Linked DNA regions of Mus musculus: region 1 is linked to region 2. A link is a contact called in public promoter capture Hi-C data. All regions are on one chromosome and are shown on one strand. The core of a region is the stretch at or near the end of the contact, and the rest is flanking DNA. Distances in the headings are between cores, read along the strand shown.

Region 1 (3,120 bases), core at 390-2,889, 2.9 Mb after region 2:
CCTCACAGAAATGGCTCACAACCTTTCTAATGCTTTGCCCTTTAATACAGCTCCTCCTGGTGTAGTGACGCCCAACCATAAAATCTGTTGTTACTTCATACCTGTAATTCTGCTACTATCACGAATGGTAATATAAATATCTGATATGCAGGATGTCTGATACGTCACCCCAAAGGGGCCGTGACCCACAGTTTGAGAACCACTGCCTTAGAGGCACGGATGATACAATGTGCATCAAGCACTTGAGACAGCCGCTGGATACACAGGCCACATATACCACCCGCAGACAAGCACTGTGTGACTAACCCCAGCACTCGCAGACGTTCCTTACAGTTTTACAAAACTCGGGCACTTTAAAGCAAATCCACTCTAAAACTCTCGTGAGAGAACTGTTTGAAATCTGGCTCCTCACTCTGTCAACAGATAAAGTCTACTCAGTGCTGGGAGCCATTCTAACTACGGTAAGGGCTGCTAGTGGCCATCTGGCAACACATGCAGGAAACATCACGGGAGCAAGATGATGCCAAAACTAAGGGGTGTCTCTGGACAGCTCTGTTCCCACCCTAATCCACCAGCGTCCCTTGCATGAAACAAGATCATATTACCAGAAATTGGATCATAAGGTATCACGGAAATGTTATCATTATCAAGTACCTGGGTTGTCACCAATTGCAAAAAGGACCAGGGTATTCCATACGTGCATACGCCCGTGTCAAAAGATTTTTAAGTAACCAGTCTCAGCGGTCTACTATGTCATTCAAGTTTTCTTTCAAACGACTGTAGCTCCTAACTTTTACAACTGTCAGTCTGTCACTTGATTATTGGAACATGAGATGACTTACTTCAAGTGAACAATATAATAAGTCACCGACATTTGGTTTAGTGTCCAAATTCTCTCCCTTCCCTTTCGTAACTATTATTAGGAAATCTAGACGTGGTCCAATAAAGTCACAAACAGGGATTGTAAAAGGGAGACTCCAGTTGTAACACCCAAAAAGTGAAAACCGGTCAAACGGCTGTAACCAGAGAGATCATTACACGGCAGACGTCCTCCCAGGTAAGGAGCCTCGGTGACAGAAGGCACTCGGAAGGGAGGACAGGGTTATGAGTCCTCTCACCAGGAAAGAATGCTGACCACACCTACGCTGCTGGCCTGAGTCAGAGTGGAGGCCAGGCGCGGGGGAGAGGAAAAGGCTATGAAGGGAGGAGGAAGCGAGGCTGGGGAGGGGAGCGGGGACAGGAAGGGAGGCTGGGAGGGAGCCCCGCCGCCCGGGCCCACCTCAGCAACGTCTCCAGGGCGCCCTCATGCTTGTCCAGCGGGCGACCGAGCGCCGAGCGCCGCAGTTTGCTGAGCTCCTCGGCCGCACGGCAGTACTGGGCCTGCTCCTCGCCGCCGCTCGGGTACGTCTGCTGGATGAACTTCACCAGCGGCTTGGCCAGGTCCACCTCCGAGGTCTTCTTCAGCTGCACCCAGATGAACGACGCCATGGTGAGCGCCCGGCCGCCGCGTCGGGCCGCACAGACGGAGGGACAGCGACCACGGCCTAGGCGCGCTCGGCACCGGCAGCGGAGGAGCGGACCGACGGGCCGACGGACTGGGCCGCCAGCGCTTCGAGCTGGCCACTTCCGGGAGCCCCCGCGCAGGCGCAGTCGGAGGGGCGCGCCGCTCGGTCACGTGATGGTGCCACCAAAGCGTCGCTCACCTGGGCTCGCCTGTGCGGCGCCTGCGTGGTGGGATCAGGCGGTAGCCTACTGCGATGATTAAATTTTCAAAAAGATTCTTTTGGTTATTTTGGTTTGGTTTGGTTGTTTTGTTCGAGACTGGGTTTCTCTGTGTAGCCCTGGCTATCTTGGAACTGACTTGTAGTCCAAGCCGGCCTCGAACTCGCGGAGATCTTCCTGCCTATGCCTCCCCAATGCTGGGATTAAAGGCATACGCCACTACCACCCGGCTCAAGAAGATTTTAAATTCTCCTTAGATTCTGCTCTATTTTTCTTTTTAAAATATTTTTAATTGATTGTATTTTTCCTTTTTTATTACAAAAATTAATTTTATAGGTCAATATATTCTGCCCGGTGGTGAAATGCTCCTTTGTTATGCTTTCTCCTATGAGACCAGACCCTGGGGAGTATTGTGATGTGCGGTTGAAGGTCCATTGTGTGTGCAGCCTTACCCCCACCCCCACCCCCCAGGGCAAAAGTAGAAAAAGTCCCTGCCTTCGTGCAGTCTTCCAGGTAAGGACACAGTCGGTAGTAAGGTACGTAAAAAGAGATCTCTTAGAAGAACATAGCATAAGCAAGATAATTTAAGAAACATCCTCCCAGAAGATGAATTTAAAAGAATACTCGCAATTTGACATTAAAAGAGAGCACGGGTGGAGAGACTTAAGTGGGAAGAGGCCCCAGACCTAAAGCACGAGTATCCCATATCCAGAACTTAAAAGGGAAGTAGAGACTAGAATGAAAGGAAGTTGAAGAGTGACACCACAAATCATTATGAAACTTGTAGTCAGTGTCTAGAATCTATTTAGTACAATCAGTCGTACTTAAGCAATTTTTTTTATATTTTTTACAAAGGCCTCCCTGGGTAACTGGGGAAATAGATTAGCAGTTAAAGACTGTTTGCTGCTCTGCCTGAGTGAGAGGCCGACCTGGGTTCCCAGTAGCCTCTTTAGGAACACACTCAACACCTGTAACTCAAGGCGACCCATCACCCTCTTGGGGCCTCCTCTGGGGCCAGCCCTCACGCGCACATACATAGAATGTTTCTTGAAGGCCTCCCAGAAGACAAGTCTGGTATTTTTACTGTTTATTTTTATTATGGTTTATTTATTGGGGAGTACTCAGAGGTCAGAGGTCAACTTCTGGAATCAGTCCCTTCTACCACGTGGGTCTCAGGGGTGGAACTCAGGTGGGCATGATTGACAGCAAGCACCTTTCCCTGCTGAGCCATCTCACCACTCTTGATGGAGCAAATGTTGATGAACAATATCGTCCATGAAACATTCCAGGCAAAACTAACTTGAATCTATCAAGCCTTCACATCAAACACGCAATTTTTTTCATTTTTTATTATATATATATATATATACATATATATATATATATACACACACACAC
Region 2 (3,086 bases), core at 69-2,568:
TCTCAAAAAGAAACAGTTTGAAAGCAGAGGGTTTCTGATGGGTGGGGGTGCAACTATTGGGATGGATGACCTGCTTTCCCACCCCTCTTGTGACCGAAAGAGCACCCTAAAGAATGTGCCCTTTCCCCAGTCCACTCCTATACAGGAAAACATTTAACTGGGGCTGGCTTACGGTTTCGAAGGTTTAGTTCATTTTCATCATGGTGGGAAACATGGCAGCATGCAGGCAGACATGCCGGAGGAGGAGAGTTCAACATCGTGGTCTGCAGGCAGCAGAAGTGACTGTTAAACCACACTGAGCATAGCTTAAGCACAGGAGACCTCAAAGCCCCGCCCCTGAGCCCCGCCCCTGCAATGACACACTTCCTCCAACAAGGCCACACCTCCTAATACTGCCACTCCGCATGGGACAAGTTTTCAAACACGTGAGTCTGTGGCGGCCATTCTTACTTAAACCCCCACACCAAGACATTGAAACATAAATTGATTTGGCCCTCCTCCTTCAGCTGGGGAAAGTCGAGAAGCACAGAAGGTCACAGGTTGCTGTTATTGTCTCTCTCCATCCTCCCAGGTCAACAGGGATGATGCCTAAGATCAAGGCTCTGAGCATCAGGACGGCAAAGAGAAAGCCGTGAGTTACCACAGAAGACACCAAGGACACAGAGTAGTAGAGATGGATTGACTTATGAGTATCTTTGGTGGCTTACTTAAGAACATATATTTATTTTTATTTTCTGTGTCTGAGTATTTTGCCTGCATGTATGGACATGCCTAGGGCCCACAGAGGCCAGAGAAGGGCACTCCATCCCCTGGAACTGGAGTTAAGAATGGTGTTGAGTTTCCATGTGGATATTGAACAGCAGTCCTTTGCAAGAGCACTGTGCACTCTTAAGCACTGAGCCACCTCTCCAGGCCTGGACATTTGCTAATTTTCTTTCAACTTGTCCCATAGCTCAGAGAGAAGAATAGCCTACAAGTAGAAGTCTGGTGAATGAATCTCGGTTTGAGGTGCCTCTTTGGAGACCTAGGGCTTCCCCTCTCATTCCCAGAGTTCTGTCCTTATCAGTTCTAAGCCAAGCTCCACAGGAAGTAAGGGGTCCTGAATTGGGAGGTCTCTATCAAGGATGGCTGTTCCCTCTGTCCCAGGCCGGGGTGTGCTCAGCGTGCTATGAACTGATTGAAAGCAAGAAGCTGTGATGCCTCTGACTCACTGGCGCCTCCCTGCAGCCCTCCACGGAGCCCGTTTCTCCTGACAGAACGGAGGGCGGCCACGTGAGCCTGGGGAGCGGGTGCCACCTTACTGGGAGATGGAGGGTGGCCTACGTGATGACATGGCGTCCGGAGGTGGCTCCCTGGGCCTCATAGTCTTCCTCTTGCTCCTTCAGCCAAAGCCCTGCGAGGCCTGGGCAGCCGCCTCTGTACTCTCTACTTCCGGTTTCCCCTCAGGGTTTAGTGAAGCCCCGAGGGACAACCCACCGCCACCCACCCGGGTGCGCATGTCCAAGGCTACCACCCGCTCTCCTTTCATGAACTTTTCCTTAGGTAATTTGGTAAGGGTTGTCTGTGGCAAGGGGAGGGCTGGGTCAAGGTCCACACTAAGAGCTAATGACTCCCTGAGAGTCACGGGTGTCGCTCAGGCCACTGTTGTGTAGAGTTCGGTTGCCTTGCCTCTGGGTGGCTTCAGGGGATATGACTGCCTGTATGATGTTGAAGCCTTGAGGGTATGAAGTGCCTGTGGTGTTCAACACTTCTTGGCTATCGTTGGGGGAACGTGTTTTTTTTCTGTGGAAATGCTAACATGAAGAGAGGGCCTAATGCTTATGAGTTCTTTTCATCTTCCCTCAGTGTGTGGCCAACCCTTTATGAAGATCATGGGAGGGGTAGACGCTGAAGAGGGGAAGTGGCCTTGGCAGGTGAGCGTTCGGGTCAGGCACATGCATGTCTGTGGAGGTTCCCTCATCAATTCCCAGTGGGTGCTGACTGCCGCCCATTGTATTTACAGGTGAGGAGTCTTGGGGAGGGATCTGGAGGGAAACCCTGCTGTCTAATCTACCTGCCTGACAGAAACATTCCAGAACAAAAGAAGGGGGTGGCCGTGCTATGACCATCTTGTTACTAGAAATATTTAGGGTGTGGCACAGGCAAAACAGTTGAGAGATTAATAAAGAGTTTTAGTGACAGACACAGGATGATAGAGATTTGGGACATGTTGAGAAGCAGGGACGGAGTGGAAGGGGTATAAGAGAGCTTGGTGGGGTCATGGCTAACGAGGCAACACATTTTTTCCATAGCCGAATCCAGTACAACGTCAAGGTGGGCGATCGGAGTGTCTACCGACAGAATACAAGTCTGGTGATTCCCATCAAGACCATCTTTGTCCACCCTAAGTTCTCAACAACTATCGTCGTTAAAAATGATATTGCTCTTCTCAAGCTCCAACACCCTGTGAATTTCACCACTAACATATACCCTGTCTGCATCCCTTCAGAGAGTTTTCCTGTAAAAGCTGGGACCAAATGTTGGGTGACAGGATGGGGAAAACTAGTGCCAGGCGGTAAGACTGGTGCTCAGAAGACCTTCTTCCTGGGGTAGAAACAAAAGATCCCAAGGGGCACAGAAGAGAAGCAGACTCCTTGGCAGGCATGTGTGTGTGTTTGTGTGTGTGTGTATGTGTGTGTGTGTGTGTGTGTGTGTGTTGTTGGGTAGGCAGTTTGGCAGAAATCAAGGTCATGGTCAGCTTAAGTGATCCTTGGTCTTGTGTTGAAATCTTTTGTCACAACGCAAACATCTGATGACAGCCCACAGAAGGTATCCCTCTCTCCTGGGAACTGGAAATGTGTCAAATCTCCTTTTGCAGATTTGTGGGGCAGTATGCTGAATGGTTATAGGAATTGCTACTTTCCCAGTGGACAAAGGCCAAATGTGATGGAATTCTCCTGTGTGGATATCCAGATCTGATTTATTTTATTTGGTGTGTTATAAGTGTTTTGCCTCCATGCATGTCTGTGTACCAAATGCCTGACTGATAGCTCTTGGGTGTCACCGCCCCCTGGGACTGGAGTTATATATGAGTTGTGAGTCTCCAC

The links. Promoter capture Hi-C pulls out the DNA fragments that hold promoters and counts their contacts.
Region 1: a contact with region 2 is called in a promoter capture Hi-C map of embryonic stem cells, with 7 times the contacts expected there. The contact joins the promoter of Pdcd6ip here to the promoter of Prss42 in region 2. A contact is called at or near these places in 2 of 39 promoter capture datasets (embryonic stem cells and hippocampal neurons) and 1 of 115 datasets of contacts at active chromatin or transcription factors (astrocytes).

What each region holds. Positions count from the first base shown.
Region 1 is chr9:113,706,620-113,709,739 of GRCm38.p6, forward strand. Pdcd6ip (programmed cell death 6 interacting protein) reads right to left here and starts at 1,640. Exons shown (of 18, transcript NM_011052.2): 1 at 1,280-1,640. The coding sequence starts at 1,488.
Region 2 is chr9:110,796,867-110,799,952 of GRCm38.p6, forward strand. Prss42 (protease, serine 42) reads left to right here and starts at 1,319. Exons shown (of 5, transcript NM_153099.1): 1 at 1,319-1,542; 2 at 1,846-2,002; 3 at 2,292-2,554. The coding sequence starts at 1,332.